Regions from separate parts of the Mus musculus genome. Here region 1 is linked to region 2. The links are chromatin contacts, called in public HiChIP or PLAC-seq maps. All regions are on one chromosome and are shown on one strand. Each heading gives the region's core, a stretch centred on a gene start, on an enhancer-like site or on the middle of the called end of the contact. The rest is flanking DNA. Distances are from core to core; before and after follow the strand shown. Region 1 has its middle 14 kb from the start of Klf3. Region 2 overlaps LOC105244755 (a long non-coding RNA gene).

What was found. HiChIP or PLAC-seq counts read pairs in DNA pulled down with a chosen protein or histone mark.
Region 1: an H3K4me3 HiChIP or PLAC-seq map of intestinal villus epithelium shows a contact between it and region 2, with 8 read pairs. The contact joins two enhancer-like sites. A contact is called at or near these places in 1 of 15 datasets of contacts at CTCF or cohesin (CD8 T cells), 18 of 484 Hi-C or Micro-C datasets (the C2C12 cell line, CD8 T cells, DN3 thymocytes and 11 more), 5 of 115 datasets of contacts at active chromatin or transcription factors (bone marrow-derived macrophages, embryonic stem cells, intestinal crypt epithelium and 1 more) and 1 of 9 other capture datasets (embryonic stem cells).

What each region holds. Positions count from the first base shown.
Region 1 is chr5:64,785,846-64,792,230 of GRCm38.p6, reverse strand. No RefSeq gene overlaps it. Among named protein-coding and RNA genes, the nearest start is that of Klf3, 14 kb to the left of the region's middle. Within about 2 kb of position 3,855, at least 7 of the 459 cell types and tissues checked have an H3K27ac peak or open chromatin away from gene starts, as enhancers often do. A contact at or near this core is called in intestinal villus epithelium, where this site is marked.
Region 2 is chr5:64,706,332-64,713,044 of GRCm38.p6, reverse strand. LOC105244755 (a long non-coding RNA gene) reads left to right here. Exons shown (of 4, transcript XR_868443.3): 4 at 4,540-4,836. Among named protein-coding and RNA genes, the nearest start is that of Gm26761, 10 kb to the right of the region's middle. Within about 2 kb of position 2,649, at least 37 of the 459 cell types and tissues checked have an H3K27ac peak or open chromatin away from gene starts, as enhancers often do. A contact at or near this core is called in intestinal villus epithelium, where this site is marked.

The sequences.
Region 1 (6,385 bases), core at 2,606-5,105, 78 kb before region 2:
TTGGGGCCTAAAGGGATATAGGATAAAGGTTCCATTTGGAGCTTGGGGTACTCAGGGTTGGCATGAGGCAAGGAGGGACAGATGAGCCCAGGCTACGTTCTACAGCAAACTGCAGCTCAGCACTAGGAAACATGGATGGCTTCTGAAAAGATTACTATAAAATGGTATGAAAGGGCCCGGGGAGGTGGCTCCGTGGATAAGGCACTTGGCATGAACACATGAGGACGAGAGTTTAAATCCCCAGCACCCACACAAATGCCGGGTAAGTGTGATGGCTGTGTGTAATCCCAGTGCCTGGACGGGAGAGCCGGGATCCCTGAAGCAAGCTGGCTAGTGAGACTAACTAATAAGTTTACATGAGAAACCCAGAGTAAGTGCATAGGGAGAGCAACCCAGGAAGAAACTGACATCAACCTCTGGCACCCACCCACCTACACAAGACCGTACACTCATTTAAATACATGCACAGAAATGAACACCCAACACACACACACACACACACACACACACACACAATGTGAAAGAAGTAAAAAAGATAATATGCCTATTACAGTGGCTCATGCCTGTAAGCAAATACTCAGCAAATAGAGGAACTAGGCTAAAGAGTTAAAGGCTAGCCTGGGCTACACAACACTCAGAACCAACCAACCAATGAGTAAACAAATGATTGGTGAGATAGCTCAGTGGGTAAACAGTACTTGTGGCACAAGTCTGATAACCTGAGTTTAATCTCTGAACACTGTGGTAGGAGAGAAAAAAAGTCCCAGAGGTTGACCTCTGACCTCTGAACATGAATCATACAGTGTGATCTGCATGAATACACACACACACACACAAATCATTATAATTAATAATAACAACAATACAATTTTTAAAATATTAAATAAACACCATTGAATGAGCAGCAGCAGCCATAGTGAACACAGACAGATATCGCTTGACTCCCTAAGAGGTTCCCACCTAATTAACCTATCTTTGTTTTGGTTTGTTTTGTTTTTCAAGACAGGTTTTCTCTGTGTAGCCCTGTGTAGTCCTAGAATGCATTCTGTAGACCAGACTGACCTACCTGCCACCGCTTCCTGAGTGCTGGTATCAAAGATGTATTCCACCACCACCTGGCTTTCAATAAACCCATCTTAAGCTGACCACAGCAAGTTGAAAGAGCTTCGCCTAACCTGCCAAACACAGCGAAGCAACACAGTCCTGCACATAGCTCACCTCATAGCAGTGCAGAGAAGATCCCATGGCCTGCCACCAGCACCAGTTGAGATTAAAATCTGAAATTCAATTTCTACGGAGTGTGCGTCCTTTTCACACCACTGTAAACTGTATTATCAGTCATGGTTCTCTAGAGTCATAGAATGAATTATTGAATGGATCTCTTTATATATACAGAAAGGGGATTTATTAGAGTGACTTACGGGCCTCAGAAAGTTTGAGAATCCAGTAGTTGCTCAGTTCATGTGGCTGAGTGTCTCAGCTGGTCTTCAGTATACACTGGAATCCCGAATGCTGTAATGCCAGTCCAGGAATGGGCTTCCTGGTAAGGTGAGCCCAAGCAGGCAAAAGAGCAAACAAAAGCTTCCATCTTCCATGTTACTATTTAGGTGTCCAGCAGAAGGTGTGGCCCAAATTAGATATGAATTAAAGATCTGAATTAAAGGTGTGTCTTCTGAACTCAAAGATGTAGATTAGAAGTGGGCCTTCCTACTTCAAATTAAGCAAACATTTCCCCCTACTTTAGGTTTCAGTTCTGGATGTAGTCAAGCAAGTATAGCTATCACAAGCCCACTTTGTGAACCGGACACACACTCATGTCTCCTTATGCTTCAGGATGGTGGGGAACATGGTAAGGCCAGTGGACTCCATGATCGTGAGCTCATTGTCACACTTCTCTGGCTGCGAAGGGAGTTTCTTGGTCAGAAGCAATGCTGTGTGGAATGCCATGATGGTGAATAAGGCATTCTCTAAGTCCACAGATGGTGGTTTTGACGGAGGCATTATATGCAGGAAAGGTAAATCTATAACCAGAAGTGTTGTCCTTTCTACAGAGGAAGTAGTTCAATGTAGAGTCAACCTGCCACCAGGTCACTGGCTGGTCACCTTGGGGAATGGTGGCATTTCTCAGTGTTGATCTCTACAGTTGGCTGATCTGGCACTCAGCAGCAGCCAGGCTAGCCTTGATGAGAGGAAGTCCTTGTGGTCGAGCACAACCCCATTTCTGCCACCATGGCCACTTTGCTCATGTGCCCATTGGATAATGGCAGGAATAGCTGGCAAAAGAGGCTGACTGTCCACAGAATAGGTCATCGTATCCACTTGATTATTTTCTCAGCTGAAGTCACCTTTTTGTGAACATTTTACATGGGGGCATAAGTATCTTTACATCCTTCACCCATTTGGAGAGATCTATCCACATACTGCTTCCCCAGATGTCTTTCTCATCAATTTCCCAATCATGCTATTTCCAAGTCCCTGATCATTCAGTCAATCCCTTGGCTACAGCTAACTAGCAAACACTCCTACATCTGGCCATTTCTCCTTCTAAACAAAATGTGTACCCCCAAATTTCTGCCCACTGTGAAGATTTCCCCTTGCTGGCATCTTTCAGGGTTGTCCCAGAAAGAAGTTGTAACGCTGCAGCTATCCACTTCTGGGTGGTGCTTGCATATCATGCATCAATAAAGTCGGCCCTAGTCTTCTCTTTCTCAGTTAATCAATCATAGGGCACACCCCATGAGGCTGTAGCTGCGTAATTAGCAGCAGATGGCATTGTAATGGGAGAAAAAAAAACATAGACATTTGTGAAACTTCTTTATGTAACTTGCTTGTGCCTTCAGGACCTGCTTGGGCCTAGTATACCACTTCCATTTTATAATAGATTGCTGCTGTGCACATACTACTACTTTGTGACTTGGTGGGTCAGATAACACTCAACTCATGATGGGCAGCTCAGGTAGCATGATATCTTGGTGGCCCATCAAAGTGGGAACTTCTAGTTTCTTTGGAACATTAGTTATATCAAATATTTTGCTGAGGTACACAGATGAAAGGATGTTTTGATACAGCAAACACGTGAAAGGACCCCATGATGAGGGAATGTATGTATGACTCCACAGACAGTGGGAGACGAGCATCGAGCATTGGTTTGGTTTGCTCTGCCTTGCTATTCTTTGCTAACAACATGTATGTATCAGTTTGTCTTACATAGAATTTGTTGTTGAACTCCACTAGTGGTGACATCAGAGAGAAACTCGCCAAAGAACTGCTTGTGAGGCTCCTGCAGCAGCTTGCTGCTTCTGTGGCCTCTCCTCTGGCCTGTTGACACACCTTTAGATTTCTTCAGCATTGAACTACAGCTGCTGGTTCGTGCCTGCTGTCTGCCTTCCTAGAGGACTGATCTGTAGCTGCCGAGTCATATTTGCTGTTTGCTATGCGACTGAACTGCTCCCAAAGAGGATCAAGCTCACTCCCAAAGAACTATTGCTAAACAGGCCCACTTCTTCCATATTCTAATAACTTTTCTCTTCCACTACCACTGCTGGGTGGTGGGGAAGAGAAGAGGTTGAACATTTGCAAAAATTTTCTGCCTACAACCCATTGTCAAAATTCACTTTCTACTAAGGCCCAAGAGAGCCAAGAGCTTTCTTTCAAAGGGAGAATAATTATCTACAGATGATGGTAGAGCCTTGCTCCAAAACTCCAAAGGTCTCTTCTGGGATTAACCTATAGTCCTTATCTATCACTGACACCTCAAGTACCATTGGGTCTGCTGGATCATAAGGTCCAAGTGGTAGGGCAGCCTGCACAGGAGCTTGGAGCTGTTGATAAGCCTTCTCTGTTCCAGGCCCCACACAAAGCTAGTAGCTTTCTGAATCAGTTGGTATATGGGCCAAAGTACCACACCCAAGTGAGGAATGTGCTGCCTCCAGAATCCAAATAGGCCCATTAAGTGTTGTGCTTCTTTCTTGGTGGTGGGAGGGGCCAGGCGCAATAACTTATCCTTTACTTTAGAAAGAATATCTCTTTGTAACCCACACCACTTGACTCCTAAGAATTTCATTGAGGTAGAAGGCCCTTGAACTTTGGTTGGATTTATTTCCCATTCTCTGATATGCATATGGATTACCAATGAGTTCAAAGTGGTTGCTACTTCCTGCTTACTTAATCCAATCAGCATAATGCCATTAATTTAGTGAGCAAATGTGATGTTTTGTGGAAGAGATATACAATCAAGGTCCTTTTTAACTAAGTTATGACATATTGCTGAAACGTTAATATATCCTTGAGGTAAAACTGAGAAGGTATACTGCTGGCCTTGCCTATGGAAAGCAATTGCTTCTGGTGGTCCTTATGGACAGGTACTGAGAAGAAGGCATTTGCTAGATCAATAGCTGCACACCATGTACCAGGAGATGTGTTAATTTGCTCAAGTAAGGATACAACATCTGGTATAGCAGCTTCGATCAGATTCAGCTAATTGCATTTTCAATAGTCAACTGTCATTCTCCAAGATCTGTTTGTCTTTGTACTGGCCAGATATGAGAGTAAAAGGGAGATGTGGCAGGAACCACCACCCCTGCATCTTTCAAGTCCTTGATAGTGGCACTAATCTGCAGTTCCTCCAGAGTTTCAATATTGTTTTTGATTTACTATTTTCTTTGGAAGAGGCAACTCTAAAGGTTGTCATTTAGCCTTTCCAACCATAATAGCCCTTGATCCACAGGTCACGGAACCAATGTGAGAATTCTGTCAACTTCTTAGTATATCTATCTCAATTATATATTCTGGGACTGGGGAAATAACCAGAAGATGAGTTCGGGAAACCACTGGACTGACTGCAAATCTGACTTTGGTCAAAGTTCCTTTCATCACCTGGCCTCCATAAGCCCCTATTTTAACTGGAGGGCCACAATGTTTCTTGGGATCTTCCAGGATCAGCGTCAGTTCAAAATGATTATCCAAAAGACACTGGAAAGTCTGTTTCTTTTCTCCCAGTGAACAGTTACCCATGTAAAATGGGTTCCTCTGGGGAAGAACTGGAGAAAGGCCAACAGCAAAACTTTTAGGTGTCTTATTAAGGTCCTTCCTCAGGGAAACCTGGCCACTCTTCCATTCAAGGTGTTCTGGCTCTGCAAACTAGCTCAAGTTTGGAAATTGATTCACAGGCTGAAATTCTGTTTTGTTATGATCCAATGTAGCCTTTCTTTCATTTGTTTGAAATATTTTTGCTTATATAGATCAAACACAAATTCATTAGATGTCTTCTCTATTTCACCCCCTGAAACACCATGATAGATTAGCAAGTACCAAAGGTTCGTATGAGTCAGGGCGGTATAAAATTCACCTGTCCCATGCTGACCATTAGGTCATTGTGAACTTTGTATTGTCTACACTGCCCATTATAATAACCACGAACGCCTTTCCTTTGGTGATTCAGTGCTGCCCCTGTTCCCTGCTACCTGGGGTCCAATAAAACTCCATTTGATCCACCCTACGAGCAGCAGCATCGCCAACGCTAGGATCTGGAACACGGAGAAGCTCTCCGAATGCGCTGCGGCTCCTCTCAGCATTTTGCCTCTTTTGTTTTGTTTTCAGCTTTGCTGTTGGAACTCAACTAAAACTGTCTTACCTGGCTGTTCTGGCACTCATTCTGTAGACTAGGCTGGCCTCAGGAACTCGCAGACACCTACCTGCCTCTGCCTCCCGAGTGCTGGGAGTAAAGGTGTGTACCAGGGCATGTCTTCTAGGCCTTCCCAGTGTGGAAGATTAGGTTTTACACAACATACCCACATAGCCACTCTAGGATTGAAATTTCCCTGAGCCTTAAAATCCCTTCATCAGCAGTAAACCAACAGAGATCAAACATCTCCAATGCATTTTCCTTACCCCATCTTTTGACAAATGCTCAGCCAACCATTCAAACAAACGTTTGACACTATTTCCATCCCACACATGTGGTGGAGGATTCTGCCTGAATGAATTAGGAAACTCATTAAGCTCCTTAGTAATGTAGGACACTTCCTCATGGACTACATTTTCTACCTCCTCTTTAGGAGCTTGCTTGGTCTTAAGTCTGGTTATAGGTTTAGAGGCCATGAATGGTGGACTCTAGGAGGACATCAGTATTATCTTGCCTGGCATGGCCTTCAGAGAAAGTCACTGCTGGTTTAGCAGACAATAAAGGATTAATTTCCTCAGCCAAAGATGAAAAGGGCAATATTTCAAGGGATGGGAACAGTGATGACTTCTTCAGGTGAGATAAATCCTTGAGAACTAAAGGGTCCAAAGTTCTTAGCTTCATTAGCGTTCTCATACACATTGTCATTCCAAGTTACAGGGTCCCATTCTTTACAATTAATGTCCTTAATTTGACTGCCAACTC
Region 2 (6,713 bases), core at 1,400-3,899:
AGTGCATGCACACACACACACACACACACACACACAGAGTTAGTACTCCCTATAGAATCTCCATTTAATAGAACACAATCTTCAAATTTTAGACTCCTTTAAGTTTTCTGAAGTGTCCTGTGGAGTGAGCTACAGAATTAATTTTTACCTAATAGTACATGTCACCCAGTCTCAAAGTCTCCTGGTTCACACGAGACAAGAAATCGCTGATAAATTTTTCCAAAACAAGGCTTAGCAAATGGCAGAGTTGCATCAGCTTGCTAATGTTTTTTTAATAAGCTGTATGAGTTCAGTTTGGCAATGGGGAGTTACGCTATCACCTTGATTACACTGAATATACATGATAGCAGTGACCTGAAACTTTACTTTGCAGCTCAAAATGTATGACATTTATTTTGCTGTGTTCAAATTTTGAGGGATGTTTCCCCAAACATCTCTACTTTAAAAATATACCAAGATTTTCATCTATGTTGAAGATCAACTTAAAGAATATCTTTCTAGTGGATGTATACATTCTTTGAGGAGCCTAGGTATTGTTTATAAAATGAACATTTGAAATACAATTTCCTATTATTCAAGCTCTCAGTCTGCTCTCAAAGCTTGGCATGAGTTTACCTGTAAAGGGGTCTAAGTCTATTTTATTTTATTTTATTTTATTTTATTTATTTTTTATTAGGTATTTTCCTCATTTACATTTCCAATGCTATCCCAAAAGTCCCCCATACCCGCCCCCTCACTCCCCTACCCACCCACTCCCACTTTTTGGCCCTGGCGTTCCCCTGTACTGGGGCATATAAAGCTTGCATGACCAATGGGCCTCTTTCCAGTGATGGCCGACTAGGCCATCTTCTGATACATATGCAGCTAGAGACACGAGATCTGGGGTACTGGTTAGTTCATATTGTTGTTCCACCTATAGGGTTGCAGATCCCTTTAGCTCCTTGGGTACTTTCTCTAGCTCCTCCATCTAAGTCTATTTTAAACAATCATGTCTCCTGGGTTTGGGCCCTAGCACCGTAGAAGAAAATCAACACACACACAGTCAACATTGCTGGCAGTTTCTCACCTCCATGAGTAAGAATTTTCTTAATGCTTTACAAATAAAATAAGACACAGAAACAAGTCAGATGTTAAAACTGATTAAAAACAACAACCCGGGAATTATCTCTTTTTCTTTGTGCTCTGTGCTCAGCCACAGCAACATGGTTATGATGGGGGTGTGAGTGTTGGTTCTAGGGCTATGCTGGGCTTAGTAGGGGAGACTCACGTCTGTAAGGATGTGATGAGCCCCAAGACACTGGACTGCCCATGAGGGTGCTTATCTAGGAAATCTAGCAGCCTTCCTAGAAAGTTTTCAGCAGAAGGACTTCTTATTGCATGTATGTGTATCTGTGTGCATGCATGTATGTGTCAGGGTGCTTGTATGCAGATCAGAGGACAACTTGAGGGAACCAGGGATCAAACTCAGGCTTGGTGGCAAGAGCCTTTATTGTCTGAGCCATCCTGTCAGCCCAAAGGACAGCTATATGGCACTTGTTGTGAAAGCTTTCCCTAGATTGAGGAGACGTGACTGCTTTTGGTTGTGCCGTTGCACAGCCTGGTGTGCGTTATTATTGTCAGGACTTCTCTGCCACGCCCCATCCTTCCTACATCTCTCTCTTCTGCATGTCCATTATGTATCCTGTCAAGTAATGGGCATCCAAGACAGATGTGTCATAGAAAGTTTCCCCATGTTTTGAGACTGCTTCTCTTTTTGTTCACTGTCCTAGCTATCCTCAGACCTTCTCACGATATCCACCGACTTGTCATCCTGATAGCATTCGCAGCCATCAGAAACCATAAATGATCCACTCACACAAGGAGCCCCAGTCCAAGGGTGAATTTTTATGAGCTCTGATTATTGGCCCAAATATAAACTCCTTGATTTTAATGGAACCTTGAGCCAAATATAGTACACCACAGTTCAAAGAGGCTCCAAGGCGATTCCTCTGTGTGGGTATTTCTGTTCTTTGTAATTCTCCTTTCTGTTTAGAGTTTTTTTCCTATGGTAGTTTCCACTTATCACAACAAGAAATGCTCACCTAAGGAGTTTGCAAAATCCTCCTTGGCTAGCAGGAGGCTTGCTTTGTAACCAGCCATACAGGCAGGGCATGTCATCTTCTTTGAGCATCACTCATGCCTCGTGTCACTTCCGTGGCCCTGCTAATTGACTTGCATGCCTTGGGCCAGCTGATTTTGTACTGATACCCACTCCTGATCTCCCGAGTGGCTAATAACATATATTCTACCTACAAGGATTAACCACTCCCAATTTCAGTTTGACTCGTTGGACCACATTCAGTGACTGATTTCGCCTTTCCAGATGGACTTTCTGTTGATGAAGTTGCCTCCCTTGCTCCCTCCCTGTCAAAGACCATCACTGTAGGGACTTTGCCCTGTATCCTGGTCAAGCCTCCCTCTTACCTGGAACAGGATACTTGCCTTTTAGTTGTTGACAGTTGGCAGAGATGTCCTAGTTCCTACCTCACTGTTTGAGAAGTTCCCCCTGCCCCCCAGTGTAACAATGGGGAGTGTGAACACCAAGGCCAGGGTTATTTGTTGGGTTGGCCTAGGTCCAGTCCAGAGGTACGAAGTCTAAACTCCTATCTTTGAGGCTGAACTCTGCCGGGTTGATGGAGGGAGGGGTGAAGGGTGAGGTGACAAGGTCCTACGCCCATGGGCAGTCCCTCTTTGTTGGACTATGCTAGCAAATTATAGGTTGGCAGACACTGTTTGAGACATGTGCTGACATGTTAAAAAGAAAGGGCTACTTTGGTTTTCCAGTTTTCACGCCCCCCACCCCCACCCCTTCATGTTTATCTTCCGTGTGCGTTTGGTCATCCCTGTCAGCACGTGTGTGGTTTCTCTAATCGCTCTCTCTTAGGAGCTGGGAAATAGCACAGGAGTCAGAAAATCAGAGGAGTTCCCATTTACTGCTGTGCTGTTCTCTTGCTAATGTAGAATCTCTGTCTCCTTCTCCCTCCCCCCTTCTTTACACACACACACACACACACACACACACACACACACACACACACACACATTTTAGAATGTAGAACAAAATAATAAATGACGGCTCTCTCGTTTCTGGAATCCTTGTAGGAACCATCTGTTGCTAAGGAAGAGTCACAACCTTTGCAATCTGTTGAGCCAAGTTCGAATCCCAGCACTGCCTCCTACTAAAGTGGATGCTATGGTTAGTGGGGAGTTCAGAGACAGAATGTGTATAGAAGACCACTAGTCCTGATCATGTAGTTTAGTGTGCCATACAGACATTTTAAAAGGCAAAGTTAAGTGGAATTGGTAAGTATCTGTGCCCCATGCACAAGCAAGCTATCTATTATCCCCAGAGAGCCTGTCATTTGTTATTGTTGTTGTTGTTTTACAAAGAAGGTCTCCATAGATGACACCTCATTTGCTCTCAGACTTCTCCTTCTCGTATTTTGATCTTGAGATTTCAGATGTCTTCCTGTATCCTCAAAGGACTATGGTTCAGTGGATGCTGAGAGTCGCATCCACTCGTTCCTGCAGATATTTGGAAACAAGGGGCTTATTGGCCATCTCTCCCACAAGAAGGAGAAAGAGGAAGTCAAGAGATTTGGGAGTTGGAAGGGCATGAGTGCTCTCTGTATCTGCTTGGCAGAGTGGAAGCACTGAAGCACAGAGCACACAATGGCTGCCTTTGTCTGCAGGGAGGTTGGGAATGCCTTTGGTTTCCGAGTTTCATCAAGCAGAAAGCAAGAGACCCTGAGTTCCCCGAAGTCTGGCAACATGGAGCACCATGATATTTAAAAAAAAAAAAAGTTTAAGTTCATTGACATGAAACTTTAGGAGGAAAATGTATTGTTGCATAAATGTATGCTATTTTTAAGCCAACAAACCAAAGCATTATAACTGTGAGGGGGGAAAACCTCAATGTGTAAAACAAGTTAATACCATTAACCTGGCAAACATCTTTTTTCCTTTTTCTTTTCTTTTCTTTTCTTTTCTTTTCTTTTCCTGTCTTGTCTTCTTTCTTTCTTTCTTTCTTTCTTTCTTTCTTTCTTTCTTTCTTTCTTTCTTTCTTTCTTTCTTTTTTTTTTTTTTTTGAGACAGGGTTTCACTGTATAGCCCTGGCTGTCCTGGAACTCAAACTCAGAAATCTACCTGCCTCTGCCTCCCAAGTGGTGAGACTAAAGGGGTGCGCCACCACCGCCCAACCCTGGCAAAGTCATCTTAATCACTGAATATGTACTGAAAATATGGATTTCTCCCACCTCCACATTTTCACCACAGGAGGAAAGATTTTCTCTCCTCTAGTCCATAAAATAACCAGGCAAGCTTGGTATCCCTCACTGTCGCACAGGTGACCTGCCTCGGTTGGAATACCTTTTAATGCACCCTTAACCTTTCCATGCAGGTTTCTTGTCATGCAGGGTCACTGTAGGAAGGGGTGAGCAAGCAGAGGTGAGACACAAGGTTCGGCAATATGGAAGAATTCTTCCTCTTTTCCCTCACCAGCAGGCTGCCCTCATAAATTTCATGGAAAGGCCAAGGAGGAACTACTTAACATCTTCTGGCTGACAAGAGCTCACGGTGATGAGAATGCTTTTTCTGTGATCCACTACGTCCTACAAACGTGAGATTCAGAGCTAGCAAGAGGGCTGACAACCTGAGTTCAAGCCCTGGGACTCACATGGTGGAAAGAGAGAGCGAACTTCTGGTACCTATCTTCTGAGATCCCCCGTGCATGCTGAGACACAGCCCTCTCCCCTTTCCCCAGATAATAATTGAGATATTAAAAATTTAAAAAAGCAACATTCTCAGGCCTGCTAGCTTTCCTCTATACCTGCTTCTCTTTTAGCAGCTGGTATGCTTAGCCTTTTCCTGAATATCTGAGAAGTGGGGTGAATTAAGACATAATTGACTATGTCTGGGCATTTTGTTTGTTCTGTTTTTTTGTTTGTTTTATTTTATTTTATTTTATTTTATTTTATTTTATTTTATTTTGTTTTATTGAGACAAGATCTCACCACTCGGCTCAGGTTGACCTGGAATTCACAGTCCAGCTGGGAGTACTGACTGGAATGACACCAGCGGCTCGCCCTTGTTCCAAAATGTACTGATCGAGTAAACAGAGCAACAGTGGATTCCGAGTCCAGTGACAGTTGGTTAATGTTGCCCGGTGTAGGGTCAAAGCCATTCAAACCATTGGATAGAAGAACTCTTCTCACTCTCTAGAGTAACCCCACACAGTAACCCCCCAAAATAATAGCCAGTATTTTTGATTAGATGAAGATAATTGGTGTCTGAACCATTGTCGCACCAAGTTCAATAACTCAGTGTGAAAAGAGAGGGCCACACGCCCAAGGCTCTCACACCAGTCATGCTGTTACAAACGATGCTGTCACTGGAGAGGATGCTTTGCACAATCCGAAAGTGTGTGTAATCGTAGGAGAGGAGCGTGTCAGTAGCACGGGTTCACACTACAGCTATCGTTACTTCTTATCAAGACTCCAAGAGCTGAATCATCCGCACAGGTCCTAAGCTATACCAACCGTGCCAGGGAACGAAAGTCAGGGAGAAATCCCTTCATTTTGTATCACTTTTTACCGAAGGCTTCTGGAGCAAATAAGAAAGTAGGGAGAGTGGTGTGGCTTGTGGGAGGCAGACTGGCAGCGTGGGTTGGCGGCACACCGTGGAAGCTAAAGGAAGGTGGGCTACCAAAGCTGTCCGAGAAGTGCTTGTTAGACATTGAGTCCACTTGTGGCAGGAATGTTTGTTTTATTTCTTTTAAAATTTTAGCAATGAATTCTAAGTCCTTTTCACAGAATTCTGTAAATCTAAGGAGAACCTTAGATTTTATATGCCAATTTTGTCAGAGTCTGCCCCGCCCCCATTAAATAGGTGGAACTCAGAGATGCTCACTAAGTCTTCTGATGTCACTCAGCAAGTTAGGCACAGCAAGTTAGCCAAGCAAAACTGTGGCTTTGAATCCTTTCTTTTTTTTCATTCCTCTGAAAGTATTTGATAAAGGAATGAGTGTCTGTCTGTGTGTCCCACTGTGTGTGTGTGTGTTTGTATATATGCATGTATGCATCTGTGTGCATGTGTGCCTCTGCTTTATTCCCTTGAGACAGGGTCTCTCACAGGACTGGAAGCTGTGATTTAGCCTAAGCCAGCAAGTCACACCCATCCCCCTTTCCCTTCCTCCCCAGCCCTGGGTTACAGGCTTGTGTGGCCACACCTGGCTATTAACCAGGGTGCTGAGTTTTGCAGCTCAGCTTCTCTTGTTTGAGCCGGAGTGTTCTTACCCACAGAGTCATCACCCTGACCTCCTTACACTTTTTGTTTGTAGCATTTCTGCAGAACTGGGGGTGGGTTGGGAGTGGGAGAAAGATGATCGTGTGCTTTATAGCCGGGCATGGGGTTTCTAGCTCTGGTGCTCAATTAGGGGAAACACGATTCCATTTCTTTTCCATTTTTTTTTTCTATCTGCCAAAAGGAGAATTCATTCATCAGGGATGAATCTGATAGTCTTGTAGTAGCGATCCCAGGAAAACAAGCTCCCTTGACAGTCTCCCAGGAGCTGTAGGGCTTCCCCGAAGCTTCCTCGGCCTCTCTGCATGCAGCACGAGGCTGCCTTCCTGTTCAGGTGCCCGTGAAGCCGCAGACTTGAATTTTGGAACTTTGAA